Regions from separate parts of the Pan troglodytes genome. Here all the other regions are linked to region 3. The links are chromatin contacts, called in public Hi-C and HiChIP or PLAC-seq maps. All regions are on one chromosome and are shown on one strand. The core of a region is the stretch at or near the end of the contact, and the rest is flanking DNA. Distances in the headings are between cores, read along the strand shown.

Region 1 (5,051 bases), core at 973-3,472, 330 kb before region 3:
CAAGGTAAGGCCCCATCAGATTCAGTTCTTCCCTCAACACCTACCCTACTGCTTGGCCCATGAGAGATGCTTCAAAAAAAAAATGTGCAGAAGATTATGTCTTGGGGAAAAGCCAGGTCACAGGCACAATAAGTGTGAGGATTGTGCCATTTCCCCGACTCTCCCCAGCTCTGTGCTCATGCTCTTTCTTTAGCCTGGACCACTTGCTACTCCGTCCTGATCCACACCCCACCTTTACTTGCCCAACCCCAACTCTGGTTGCAGAGAATCTAGTCGTCCTTGAAGAATCTTCCTAAAGATCTGAATGCCAAATTAATTAATCAGTTGTGGAGTCAAAGCCTGCCTCTACCACTGCCTACTAGGACCTTGAGTAAATTTTTGTAATCCTGCTGATCTTAATTTTGCTGATCTGCAAATTGGGCAGAAAAATACCTATCTTTCAGTTTTGATATGAGATTTACATAAGCAAATGTATGTGGAATGCCAAACACATAGCAGATGCTGAATAAATGCCTTCAAATGGCCATTTCTAACGGCTCTGGGAAATTCTCCATTCTGCAACAATATGCAGTCTTCTCGAGACCTCCGCTACGTTCTCTTTTTTTCTCATCGTTTATTTAGCAAACATTAATAGAGCATGTTTTATTTGCCAGACACTGTGCTAGATGATAGAGATACAAAGATTAGAAGCCAGGCATGGGTGTCTCACGCCTGTAACTCCAGCACCTTGGGAGGCTGAGGCAGGAGGATTGCTTAAGGTAAGGAGTTCAAAAAATAAAATAAAATAAAACATAAAAAAAAATTAGCCAGGCATGGTGGCATGCACCTGTACTCTCAGCTACTTGGGAGTCTTAGCTGGGAGATCACTTGAGGCCAGGAGTTTGACGCTACAGTGAATTATGACCGTGACACTGCCCTCCAGCCTGGGTGACAGAAAAAAAAAAAAAAGATTAGAGAAGGCCTCTGACCTCACAGTCTAGTGGGGAACCAGCTTCTTCGGGGATTTTTCCCTGCCTCACCTCGCCCACCTCAGGCTGTGTAGAAACCCCCAGTCTAACCAGTTGTTTCCCTCCAACTCTGTACATACCACGGTGTGTTGCCTTTTTATTTCAAACATGTGCTGGCCTCTGTTCTAATCACAGCAACCTGTATCCATTAATCCATTTAATCCTCACAACAACCTTATCAGGTAAGTATTGTCATTATTTGCATTTTCCAAATAAGGAAACTGAGGCACAGACAGATTAAGTAACTGGCTTAATAAGGTCTTCTAGTTTATACGTAGAGGGAGCCAGGACTTGAAAACACACCTTCTGGCTCCAGCTTAATTAACATGCTCTGTTTACTTATCTGTCCCCACTGAAATTGGAGGTTGAACCCGTGGCATATTCAAATGAATAAGTATCGCCTGTGCCCACCCCAATATCTGACACTATAGGTCAACGATAACTCATTCGTCAAACAGGAAGGAGGAAGGAAGGAAGGAAGGAAGAAGGAAGGAAGGAAGGAAGGAAGGAAGAAAGGAAGGCGGGCGGGCGGGCAGGCGGGCAGGCAGAGGTAAAACGATTCCACAATGGTGTGGTTGCTCACATTTACTAAGCATCAACACTGACCTGCCTGTAAGATGCGCTAACAGAGCTCACGAATAAATGAAGGCTGGGTGTGGTAGCTCACGCCTATAATCCCAGCACTTGAGAGGCCAAGGTGGGAGGATGGCTTGAGCCCCAGAGTTCAAGACCAGCCGGGGCAATATACTGAGACCCTGTCTCTACTAAAATTAAAATTAAAAATTAGCCAGGCGCAGTGGCGCGCGCATGTAGTCCCAGCTACTTGGGAGGCTGAGGTGGAGGATCGCTTGAGCCTGGGAATTCAAGGCTGCAGTGAGCCCTGACCACGCCACTGCACTCCAGCCTGGGCGACCAAAAAAAAAATTAAAATTAAAAAAAGGAATAAATGAACATCTCTGCGGCTCAGAACTTTCAGTTATCACCTCAGAACTTTCAGTTATCACCGTCGAGAATTCCAGGCGAGCGCTGCGTTTTCCCGGTTGCCTCTTTTCTCTCACCCCTGTTCCCTTCCTCTGGAATTCGGCTCCACCTCTTCCTTTTCCTTTGCCAGCCTCTCCGTGGATTCCGCGGTCCGGGTTTCCCGGGCGGCAGCCGCCGGGAGAGGATCGGTGCGTGGGAGCGCTCCGGCAGCGGCGGGCATGCGCAGAGGGGGGCGGCGCACTGCGCATGCGGGAAGATGGCGGGCCGGGCGACTTGAGATCCGCGGGTCTCCCTCCTCCTTTTCCGTCTGCGTCGGGAGCTCCCGGGCACGTGAGGCCGTGCCGCGTTTACTGGCGGGCGGGACGGCCTAGCCGGGCGGCGCCTCGGAGGAAGCCGCGGACCCCTTAGGTGCTGGGCCCTTGGAAATCGGCGCGTGGGGGGCGGTGCTCGAGCTGAGCGCGAGAGGGCGGGAGAGCTCGTGGGGTGCGAGGGGAGCAGGACGCCCGGCCGGGCAGCATGAGTCAGCAGCGGCCGGCGAGGAAGTTACCCAGTCTCCTCCTGGACCCGACGGAGGAGACGGTTCGCCGTCGGTGCCGAGACCCCATCAACGTGGAGGGCCTGCTGGTAAGCTCCGGGACGGGACGGGGACGGGCGGTGGTCTCCCAAATCCGGCCCCCTCCTCCCCGCGCCGCCGCCAACCCCGCTGGCCGTCGTCTGGGTCGTCTGCTCCCCCTGGGCCAGGCGCTGCCCATCACGTGCTGCGAACTGCGCTCTCCCGCCTTCTGCTTTCAGCATCTGCTCACAGACGTGGTATCAGTCTTCTGGGCTTTTACATCGGAACTTCAGAGCACTGTTGGAGAAAATTGCTCAACTTTGCATTAGAGAGTCCATGTTTATCTCCTTCTATGGACTCTAGCTGTATCTCTGCAACCTATCATTTGTTCTTCTGCCTCCTCTCCCAACCTTCTGCTCTACTGCAGCCGTTTAAAACCTTGTCCACGCTTTATATTTCCCACGCCACAGCTCCCATTCATCAAATTATCTCCCCACCTGTTTGACAGAGAAAATGGTTAGGAAATTTGGCTGCCTTTCCTGCAAAGGCTGATTTCTTCTCTTGTTCAGGACCAGATGCTGTATTCCCCGCGGTTATCAGGGCCTTCAACAAATGCATTTTCTTTTTCTTTTCTTTCTTTTTTTTTTCTTTTCTTTTTCTTTTTCTTTTCTTTTTTTTTTTTTTGAGATTGAGTTTTACTTTTGTTCCCCAGGCTGGAGTGCAGTGGCGCAATCTCAGCTCACTGCAACCCCCACCTCCCAGGTTCAAGAGATTCTCCTGCTTCAGCCTCCCATGTAGCTGGGATCACAGGCATGCGCCACCACACCCAGCTAATTTTGTATTTTTAGTAGAGACGGGATTTCGCCGTGTTGGCCAGGCTGGTCTCGAACTCCTGACGACCTCAGGTGATCCACCGAGCCCGACCTCTCCCCATATTTTCAGTTTCTCTGCTGCTTTCTTTCTATAACTAGTAGTAATTAAACATTTTCCCAAGTCATTATGCCTGGTCCCCCTACCAAATAGTTTGTGATTATTGCCTCATTTAATTTCTCATTTCTCACAGCAGTGTTTTATAATACTAAAAGATTAATATTCTTGTTTCACGGTTGCCAAAACAGACTTGGAGATGCATGTAACGCCGGCTTGCCTGTGGCTGGATAATAAGTGTAGAAACTTGGGTTGAAGCTCCAAATGTCTAACTCCAGATGATAAATTCTTGACTACTAAAACCGCATTCTAAATCCATCCCCATCTTAAAAGATCTCTCCCTTGATTCCATATCCCCTCCCATCTACTGTCTCTCTTCCTCTTCACAGCTAAACTTTTTTTTTTTTTTTTTTTTTTTTTGGTGACGGAGTCTTGCTCTGTCACCCAGGCTGGAGTGCAGTGGCCTGATCTCGGTTCACTGCAAGCTCCGCCTCCCGAGTTCACGCCATTCTCCTGCCTCAGCCTCCTGAGTGGCTGGGACTACAGGCACCCGCCACCACGCACGGCTAATTTTTTTTTGTATTTTTAGTAGAGATGGGGTTTCACCGTGTAAGCCAGGATGGTCTCAATCTCCTGACCTCATGATCCACCCGCCTCAGCCTCCCAAAGTGCTTTCACAGCTAAACTTCTTGAAAAAGTTATTTACACTCACTGTTTCCACTTGATGGCCTCTTATTACCAGCCAACCCACTGCTGGGGACCCCTATCCTAAGCACACTTGTAAGACCGTTCTAACCAAGGTCACCGACAAGCTCGTCAATTCCAGCAGCTGTTGTAGTTTTGACTACAACACTCGTGTTAGAAACCCTCCCTTGAGCTTCCTTGACGTTTGATGCTCCATCTGCTTCTCTGGCTTCTCCTTGTCCTCATCCTCTTCCCATTCCTTCATGTTGATTTGTTTTTTTGTTTTTGTTTTTGTTCCCCCCCCCACCCGCCCCCGTACAGGATCTCTCTCTGTCACCCTGGCTGGAGTGCAGTGGCACATCATGGCTCACTGCAGCCTTACCTCCCAGGCTCAAGTGATCCTTCTGCCTCCAACTCCCAAGTAGCTGAGACCACAGGCACATGCCACCACACCTGGCTAATTATTTTTATTTTTAGAGATGGGAGTCTTCCTATGGGGCCCAGGCTGGTCTTGAACTCCTGGGCTCAAGCAGTCCTCTCACCTCAGCTCCCCAAAGTGCTGGGATTACAGGCGTGAGCCTCTGCAGCTGGCCACATGTTGGTATTATTCAGGGTTCTCTTCTACCGTCTCTACACATTCTTCTTAGGGGAGTTGATTCACTCCTCCCATGACTTCTGTTACCATCTACATTTGATTGTTGAACGACTCAGGGATTGGGGCACCAAATCCCATGAAATTCAAAATCTGAATATAACTTTGATTCCCCCAAAACTTTACTGTTTGCTGGAAGCCTTACTGATACCGTAAACAGTTGATGGACACATATTTTGTATTTACATGTATTAGTTACTGTTTTCTTATAGTAAAGTAGCTAAAGAGAAAAATGTTATTAAGAAAA
Region 2 (4,659 bases), core at 1,738-4,237, 290 kb after region 3:
CCACTGCAGCCCACTCCTCACCTGCAGGCCCCTTGCCCCCAACTCGTGGGCAGGGTCCCTCTGAAGCTGTTACCCTCATTACTAGAATGTAAGGTCACGGGGCAATCTGTGTGGTCCACAGGTGCATCCCTGGCACCTAGAACACACATTCAAACATTCAGTAAATGTTTGTTGAGGGTCATATGAATGAATGAAGGATGCGCCCAACGCCGGCCTTTTAGCCAACATTCTCTCATCATGAGAATTTTCTAGGGGCTCAGACACCAATCCCTGGGTCCCTCCAATTCCAAAGACACACACAACTATCCAGACAGTTCCCTCAAATGCCTCCCCCAGACTTGGGAGAGACTAGTGCACAGGCAGCCTCTCCGGAGCAGTCCCTGCACCAGCCTCCTCAAGCTCCCCAAACTCTCACCCTGCCTTATTCTCCCTGGACTGGGTGAGGGCCCATGCTGGCAGAACAGCTCTCAACCGCCCAGGCAGAGATGAGCTACCTGACACCTTGTGCTTTCTTCAGAACCCCTTAGGGCCTCAGCTGAAGCTCAGACAGAGTGCGCGCGCACACACACACACATCTAATTTTCAACACACTTGCACAAATATAGAAACATCATGGGGAAAAATGCAAAATACCTATGATTTCTGGAACAAGATCCAAGATGACAAAGATATTCCCTGCTTATTCTGCTCATGCCCGGGCTCCCCTGCCCACCCCCAGTGCGTTCATGTGATATCATGAAAAAGCAGCAGGGGTGGCATGAACTTGCACACCAGGCTGCCCAGGCTTGAGACCCAGCTCTGCCACCTAGAAGCTTGGAGCCCCTGAACAAGCCGCAATTCTGTGCCTGGGTTTTTCTGACTGCAAAATGAGGATAATCACAGCCCCTGCCTCCAAAGTGTCCCGAGGATCAAATGAGTTGATGATACTTGCATGGCGCTCGGATCGTGGTAAGTGTGCTGCATAAGTGCTCCTTAAATCACCATCTGGAGTTTCCATACCAACCTCTCCCTGGCTTCATCTTATTTTTTTCTCCCCCTCATTTTTATTCCTCTCTGATTTCCTCACGTATGTTTTTTAATCTTGTCATATTGAGTGCATCTTTGCAAACTGCTTCTAATACTTCAGGGAACTAAATGCTGTGTTTCGTGCTCTCTTTTCCCCATCGCCTCCTTGAATATTTAGTAAGTCTTTGTGAGGATGTCAGCCCCTCCCTGCTGGGCTGGTGGTGTCCTGGGTAAGGGGGCCGTGGCCACCATGGGAGCAGCACACAGGCCCAGCTTGCTGGGGGCCGCACTCATGGGAAACAGAGAGGGGTGACAGTGAGAACAGAGGCAGGGACAGAGCCAGCTCCTTGATCCTGCTGCCCATGGAAGCTTCTCCTCCCAGCATCAAGCCCAGGCAGATTTGGGGTTCTGTTGTTTAGGAGAGGTGGGATTTCCTTGCTGTAAGTGGGACAAGTATCATCACTATTAACCATCATGAATGAGAATGAAACAGAATGAGAAGACAAAAAGCCAGAAAGATGTTCTCATTCCTCTGTGCTCACACAGCTCATCAGAGAGGGTTGAGGCATGGGACCCCACGTTCTAACCCCAAGGAGTCCCCATAACCCTGTCTGCTACCCTGAGACACAGGTCCCTTCCTGCTCACATGAAGTAAGCCATCTATTTTTTTTTTAATCCCCATAGAACACAAGTGGCAATGAAAAGACACAATATAAAGAAAAGGTTAAGTAGATCAGTGGTTTCCAGGGGCTAAGGGAAGGGGAAGATTGGCACAGGTTTCTTTTTGAGGTGACTGATGAAGTGTTCTGGAATTGCTGGAGGGGGTTACACCAACTTGTGAATACACTAACAACAACCAAATTGGACAATTTAAAAGAGTGAATTCTATGGCATGAGAATGATCTCTTAATTAAAAAAAAAAAAGCCTGCAAAAGTTTCATTTAAAACCACAGAAGGCCGGGCATAGTGGCTCATGCCTTTAATCTCAGCACTTTGAGAGGCCACAGCGGGCTGACTGCTTTAGTTCAGGAATTCGAGATCAGCCTGGGCAACTTTGTGAGACTCCGTCTCTAAAAATAGATACATAAATAAATAAATAATAAAATAACACCACAGAGCCCAAAGCCCCAGACCCATCCTAGACAAGGATGCTCCAGGCCTGACGTTGCCAGTGTCTGCAGCAGGCCATCGTAGGACCTTAGTGTGCCTTAAGGGAGTGTGGGATCTGTGGCTGAATTTCAGGAAGATTCAGCTTGTATTTCTTACGTGGGAAAGACCCTCGGAAAAGTAGGGGTTGATCCCCCTTCCCCTTCATCACTGGTGGTGGCACCCCCACGGGCACCTAGTGGGGCCAATAGGATCATCTCAGGTACCAAGGTACTCCATGGTCTGAAAGCATTTTTTTTTTTTTGAGACAGAGTCTTGCCCTGTTGTCCAGGATGGAGTGCAGTGTGGCTCGATCTTGGCTCACTACAAACTCTGCTTCCCGGGTTCAAGTGATTCTCTTGACTCAGCCTCCCGAGTAGCTGGGATTACAGGCGCCCGCCACCACGCCCAGCTTATTATTGTATTTTTAGTAGAGACGGGATTTCACTATGTTGCCCAGGCAGGTCTCGAACTCCTGACCTCAAATGATCCGCCCGCCTCGGTCTCCTAAAGTGCTGGGTTACAGACGTGAGCCACCGCGCCCGGCCCCCTCTCTAAGCATTGTGATTTCATAGGATCCCCTGGCGGTCCCATGAGGGAGACAGGGCCACAGTCACTGTCTCCATTTGGCAGCTGAGTGAAGGTGGAGCTCAGAGGTGGATCCAAACCCAGGCTGGGTTTCCTCGTGGGTCGGAGATGTCTGCTTTACTTTTATTAAAACATCGTCCCGGTCTGGCACACCTGAAGCTGTGTATCCGAGTGTGCCGGGCCGGCTCCCTGAGCCCCACCTGCCTTCAGGCCTCCAGCTCTTGCCTGCAGCGACCCCTGGTGGGTGCGCAGGCCTCGTCACCTCCAGGCTGGGAACTGGGCTTCCCCGGAGGCCGCACCTGGAAGGAATACGCCCCGGATAAGGCCCGCGATGGAAACGGAACCCGGCTGGCTCACTGCCAGCGGCCTGGTCCAGAAGGCGGGCTCCGGAGCCCGACTGCCGGGGGTACCCGCCCACCTCACCCGCCTGCCAGCCCTGTGTCCCTGGAGTCCCCAGCCTTTCCACCATCTCAGGCCTGGGATGGAAACAGCACTTCCTGCAGATGGCTTGGGAGGCCTGAAAGGACGGTTCAGGTAAAGTGCAACGCCCGGGGCCGAGCAGCGGCCACAGTACACACACAGGCGCTGGTGCTGCTCCTTGCTGTAGGCCCTCCCCACGTGTTCATGCTCATCAACCCACGCTATGAAATTAGTTCACTCTAGGCCAGACACAGTGGCTCATGCCTGTAATCCCAGCACTTTGGGAGGCCGAGGCAGGTGGATTGCTTGAGATCAGGAGTTCGAGACCAGCCTGGCCAACATGGTGAAACCCTGTCTCTACTAAAAATACAAAAAATTAGCCAGACATGGTGGTGCGTGCCTGTAATCCCAGCTACTAAGGAGGCTGAGGCAAGAGAATCTCTTGAACTTGGGAGGTGGAGGTTGCGGTGAGCTAAGATCACACCACTGCACTCCATCCTGGGCAACAGAGCAGACTCTGTCAAAAGAAAGAATGGAAGGAAGGAAGGAAGGAAGGGGGGTCGGGGGGGAGAAATTAGTTCACTCCACAAACACATCAAGTGTCCCCTGTGTGTCTGAGGCAGGGAAGGGAGGAGACCTGCCTCTTAGTGTTCATAACAAAGAAGGACCTGGACCCTCCCAGGCCACAGGAGCCTCGGCCTGCATCCAGGCCACAAGGGTTTACTAAGCACCCTGTCAGTCCTGCCAGGCGCTCAGGGACCAATGAGATCCCACCTCTGGGAGTCACTGCAGCCCAGAGGGGTGAGGGGCAGTGCCACAGAGAGGCCAGGCCTCCGTGGAAGGAGGGAGGGAGGGTGGCCAGCCCCAGGGAGGGAGGGAAGCCTCACAGGAGAAGGGCACACGTGTCCAGAATGTTCCCTCTCCACAGAGAGGGTCTTTCTCTCCAAAGCACACTGCTGCAGGCAGCATCCGTGGCCCACATAGAAAGAGGCTCACCTTTGATCCAGCCTGAGAGGTTCCCTTTTTTGTCTCTGCTCAGAAGCGCAGCCTGAAAGGAGAGTGAGGCACTGCCTCCTTTTGAAATCATGCAGCTGCTGCTGAGGCCCCAAAGAAAGATACAAATGCACTGGGATCTTTCCCCAGATCTGCGTTGCTCTCACTGTAGAAGCTGTTGGGACTTTGCAACAGTATTTAGAAAACACCTAATGCCCAGTCTAAATCTTCTTCAGAAGTCTGGGGATGGGGGAAGGGAGAGGAAATTATTTTAGAATTCTGCTTCCATGTGGCAACATCCAAAGATAAGAGAAACACAGAGAGCACTGGTGGGACCTGGGAGGAGGCAAAGATTTCTCTAAACCAACGTCTGGGGCTTCCAATAACCAGACACTGGCTGCCACTTCAGGGTCTTGGCACCTCAAGCTCCAAGCTCCACTTCCAGACACTTGATGGCTTCCAGCCCTGGGGATGTCATTTAACCTTTCCAGCCTGGATGTCCACATC
Region 3 (4,558 bases), core at 881-3,380:
CTGGATGGTGTCTCCTTTGGAAAAAATGCATCCAGACTTTCATAAGGGCTGGGGTGGCCCCCGCTGCTCCCCCTCATCCTGTGGCCTTCCTCACTCCCTGTGCCTCAGCTACACCAATTCTTTGTTTTGTTTTTTAGATACATCAAACTCTTGGCTCCTTCTCCTATTTCATGTCTCAGCTTAAATGTCTCCTCCTCAGAGAGGCCTTCGGCCGGCTCTGCCCCCGACCCTGAACTGTTTCCTTCTTACCGCTGGTCACACTTCATACAGATTTGTACTTTTTTGCTTCTCTGCTTGCTTTTTGGCTGCCCTGTCCTGAGTATGAAGGCTCGGTGGAGCCATGGCCAGGTCTGTCTAGTCCCTTGTTGCAGTCTGGTCTCGTTTCAGAGCGGCTCATGGGTATTTTTGGTTGAATGAATGCATGAAGGAGCATCCTTTCCCCGAGTCAGGTCAGACGGCCAGCTCCTCTCACCCAGACTAGGCCAGCAGGCTCCAGCTCAAGGGATTACCGGCCGCGTTGCAGTCGGAATGAACGAGGTGGGGCTGCTCTGACCCAGCGGCATCTGGTCCTGGCTTCCATCTTCCTCGCTTCTTAGGCTCAGGCTCGGGTCTGGCTCTGGGCTGGGCTGGTGACCCACCTTCCCCCGGGCATGCCATGCCCTCTGTCCCTCAGCCGGATCATTTGCTCTCCCATCTCCCTTTCTCCAAAACCTTCCCCAACTTGTAGTCAGGCTGCGGAGTCAGGGTGGAAAAGGGAGGGCAGGGACTCACCAGCGCTGCTGGCCCCGCCGCTCGGCCTCCAGGAGCTCCCGCCACAGCTGGTCCTGCTGCACGCCATCGCAGGCAGCTCCCTGAGCCACCCGCTGCGCCTTCAGAGCCTGGGGGGCCTGGCAGCCACCAGCAAGACCCCTGCTGGCCATAGGGCCACCCCGGGCAGCTGGGGAGACCGAGGCTGGCGGCCTGGTGGGGGGCAATCGGTACCCAGCTGATGTGGTTCTCTGGAGCCCAGGGGTGGGGTGGCTCCCCATGGGTGCAAGTGTGTGTGTGCTTGTGTCAGAGAGCAAGAGAGAGAGACCTGTGCCTGAGCTCAGCTCAAACCTCCTCCTGGAACACTCTGTCCCTCCTAACCCCGGGAGAGCCTGGGCAGGGTCCTCCTCACTGTCCCTTTAGGCCTCGAGCTCAGAGTGGCGGATGGGGACAGGGCTCTCCGGGCTGGGGAGAGCATTTGAGCCCAGTTTCGTTTTGAACTCCCGCCTGTGTTGACTGTTGTCCTGGAAACGGACAGCTCCTAGGAAAGGGGCGGGCCCCGTGTGTGTGTGTGTGTGTGTGTGTGTGTGTGTGTGTGTGTGTGTGATCTGAGCCCTAGGGCTGGGGGGCAGAGAGTTCCTGACTAGATGCCACGCCCAGTTCAGCAGCCCCCTACCCCAAGGCCGGAGTCCTCCGCACAGGGTGGGGGAGTGGGAGGGAGCAAAGCTGGGGCTCCTGGGGGCCACCCCCACCATTATTGCACTTGCTTCCGGCAGCCCGTCAGGCCGTGGGGCGATGTTAGTCCTGTGCTGCCCCCTCGTGGATGCTGCGAGGCTCGCAAGAGATGGTGGCCCTGAAGGCGCTTTGGGAATTGTGGATCAGGCATCAGTGTGAAGCTTCCTGCTTGTTTGGGAACGATGGCGGAGGTCATGAGCTTATGTTGGGCGAGGGAAAATGAGTGCAATGCACTAGGAACATCCACTCTGTCTGCAAACCCAGAGCGTTCACACAGCACTCTGCTTTATCTGAGACCTCCCAGCCATGCCTTTCCAACGCCATTCTACAGATGAGGAAACTGAGGCCCTTACCGGCAAGATTAGGTGACCGCCCACGGTCACACAGTCAGTCACCAGCTGAAAGGAACAGTGAGAATCTGAGGGCTTATGGTCCGAGCCCTCAGCCCTGTTTCTGCTCTAACTGGGTGCAACCAGGCTCCCTCCGTGGCAGCCTCTCCTGGTCTGGCTCAGCTGAGCTCCATGGACGCCCGCTGCTCTCATCACTTCTGCCTCCTGCACTCTCTGCTTCCGGTTCTCTGGGTTTCGTGCTGTTCCGGTAGGTGCTGGCAGATTCACAGTTCCTTCCACGCAGCTTCTCTGTGGGTCCATTCAGCTGGCCCGCTGCTTCCTATCTTTGTACGGGAAGAGCTAAGTGCATACAAAGCCCTGATGAATAGAGGCCTGCGCAGAGTGCCTGGGGTGCAAGGCAGCAGGGCAGCCAGTGAACCACTGAGTTCGCACTGTGGCCAGTCCTGTGTGCCCCTGCTGGATTCTACTTCTATGAGGGAGGCAGCAAGGAGTTGGGACTTCACAGGTGAAAGGACTTGCCAGGTAGAAAAACTGGGGTGACCACAAAAGCTTGGATGCAAGAGAGAGCCTGGTATTTTGGGAGATGTGGGGGAGGAGACAAGGACGGGGGTGGCAGGGCACATGGGGGCAGGCCCCGGAGTATTTTCCACGGTATCCTGCACCCAGTGGGGAGATACCGATGGGCTGTGAGCCCCAAGGGAGCTGCAGGGAACAGAACCATCAGGACAGGGGCAAAAAACAGGTGAGGTCGCCATTGCCATGGCGTGGTGTGGGTGAGCAGTGGCAACGAAGCCCCTACTGGGCTCGGGCGGAGGGCTGGCATGGAGAAGACAGGGCTGAGAGCCAGGTCAGAAAGAGCTGCCAGCTTCGTCTTCCCACACTTGCATGAGGACGGAGCTGAGGGATGGGGCCTTTTGGAAAAACATTAGTCTAAAATCAGAGCTGCAGGCCTGGGACTCTGTCTCTCCTCTGTTCCTCCCCTCGGAGCTGGGATGACACAGGGTGGCATCTAGTGACTTAAATTTTCCTGGTAAAGATGAGCACAGCAGGAGTGCGGCGGGGTGGGCCGCTGTGAGCTAGGACCCTGGGTCAGGCTTTTCTGAGTGCTGTTTTCGTGGAGGTGTCTGTGCTCCCTGCACTGGGACGACAGGTTCCTGCCATGCCCAAGGAACAGTGGTTCTGGCTTCCCTGAACCCCCAGAAGGCATCCCGTGAGTGTCTTTAGAGAGGACGGTGTGTCCTGGAGGGTCCTTGCTGTGTGTCCTGGGAGGCTTTGTCAGGCTGACCGCAGGCTGTGGCGCTGAGCAGCTGGGAACAGCCATGCAGTTTGCTCAGATACCTCCAGCCCTGGCCACAGGCTCCAGACACAGGGACCAGGGCAAAAAAGGCCAGCAAGGGCATCTGTGACAAACCATCACAACTGATTGAGTTCCTGATGTATGTAGAGGCTGAATAGTTCAACGGATTTTTTTTTTTTTGAGACGGAGTCTCACTCTGTTGCTGGGGCTGGAGTGCAGTGGTATGATCTTGGCTCACTGCAACCTCTGCCTCCCAGGTTCAAGCGATTCTCCTGCCTCAGCTTCCCGAGTAGCTGGAAATACAGGTGTGCACCGCCACACCCAGCTAATTTCTTTTGTATTTTTAGTAGAGACAGGGTCTCACCATGTTGGCCAGGCTGATCTCGAACTCCTGACCTCAGTTGATCCACCTGCCTTGGCTTCCTAAAGCGCTGGGATCACAGGTGTGAGCCACCGCGCCCGGCTGGAGGTTGGTTTTTAAAAATTAAAATTTAATTTAAAAACCATTTCAGACCGAGAGTTGATAGAGGGCTGGACTGATGTGTGACAAAGCAAATACAATACAACGTAACTGCAGAATCTAGGTGGTGGGCGTATGGGTGGACATATGTTGGGTGTCTGCCCTACCATTCTTTCAACTTTTCTGTATGTCCGAAAAATTTCAAAATAAAATGTTGAGGGGGAAAAAAAAACTCACCTGCCAGTCCAGGTCAGTCACTGCCAGTCTCTTTTTACATGTCCTTCTGCCTGGAAAAACATCCAAATTCACTCTGGGTGAGCCTCACTGCGCCCCAGCCTGGGAGGACCAACCCCGCCCTGCCCCTCCCGCCAGCTCTGAGGCTGGCCTCACCTGGGGATCAGGACACCGGGTTCCAGTCCCTGCTCTGCCAGTGACTTGCTCTGTGCCCTTGAGCGAGGGCTCAGGGCACACCCCACATTTTGTGGTCTAACTTTATCTGAGACTTTCCAGGGGAGCACAAGAATCCCTGCGTTTGGGAGGTTGCTGGAGTTGTCTTTTATTGGGTTTTCCTCACCCCAAAAGGCGTAGCAAGTTTAGGGCCTTCAGCTGGGCGAGGCAGAACGTTCCAGCCCAGGCAGCCACAGGGTGGCCCCACCAGCCCGGGAGCAAGCACACCTGCGATGCACAGAGCGAGGCAAGGCTCCGCCCTGCGAGCCAGCCCCGCCCACTTCCTGTAGGCCCCGCCCCTTCCCGGGTCGGCGGGCGAGGGAGGGTCCCGAGCTCCGCCCCGTTCCGCCGGCGCAGGGCTCAGGAGCCCCGGAGCTTGGGAGCCCGAGGGAGGGAGCTGAAGGGGCGGGTCCGTGGGAGGCGAAGGCAGGGGAAATGTGTGTCTGCATTTTTTAATTTGCAGGGGATATTTTCCGTCCCCTTTGTCCCGTAAGCCTCTGCTTTTTGGATGAAAACGTTGGC

Evidence for each region. A called contact is a pair of places that touch in the nucleus more often than the background predicts. HiChIP or PLAC-seq counts read pairs in DNA pulled down with a chosen protein or histone mark.
Region 1: a contact with region 3 is called in an H3K4me3 HiChIP or PLAC-seq map of stem cell-derived excitatory neurons, with 7 times the contacts expected there. The contact joins the promoter of E2F6 here to the promoter of C2AH2orf50 in region 3. A contact is called at or near these places in 2 of 7 Hi-C or Micro-C datasets (induced pluripotent stem cells and stem cell-derived neural progenitor cells) and 1 of 1 datasets of contacts at active chromatin or transcription factors (stem cell-derived excitatory neurons).
Region 2: a Hi-C map of induced pluripotent stem cells shows a contact between it and region 3, with 8 times the contacts expected there. The contact joins the enhancer-like site here to the promoter of C2AH2orf50 in region 3. A contact is called at or near these places in 5 of 7 Hi-C or Micro-C datasets (blood, induced pluripotent stem cells, a lymphoblastoid cell line and 1 more) and 1 of 1 other capture datasets (stem cell-derived neural stem cells).

Annotation. Positions count from the first base shown.
Region 1 is chr12:111,408,378-111,413,428 of NHGRI_mPanTro3-v2.0_pri, forward strand. It overlaps E2F6 (E2F transcription factor 6), which reads left to right and starts at 2,223. Exons shown (of 7, transcript NM_001242344.2): 1 at 2,223-2,612. The coding sequence starts at 2,505.
Region 2 is chr12:112,028,139-112,032,797 of NHGRI_mPanTro3-v2.0_pri, forward strand. No RefSeq gene overlaps it. Among named protein-coding and RNA genes, the nearest start is that of PDIA6, 23 kb to the right of the region's middle. Within about 2 kb of position 2,988, at least 4 of the 24 cell types and tissues checked have an H3K27ac peak or open chromatin away from gene starts, as enhancers often do. A contact at or near this core is called in induced pluripotent stem cells, where this site is marked.
Region 3 is chr12:111,741,665-111,746,222 of NHGRI_mPanTro3-v2.0_pri, forward strand. C2AH2orf50 (chromosome 2A C2orf50 homolog) reads right to left here and starts at 2,131. Exons shown (of 4, transcript XM_016947175.4): 1 at 772-2,131. The coding sequence starts at 1,028. It also overlaps the pseudogene LOC129143205.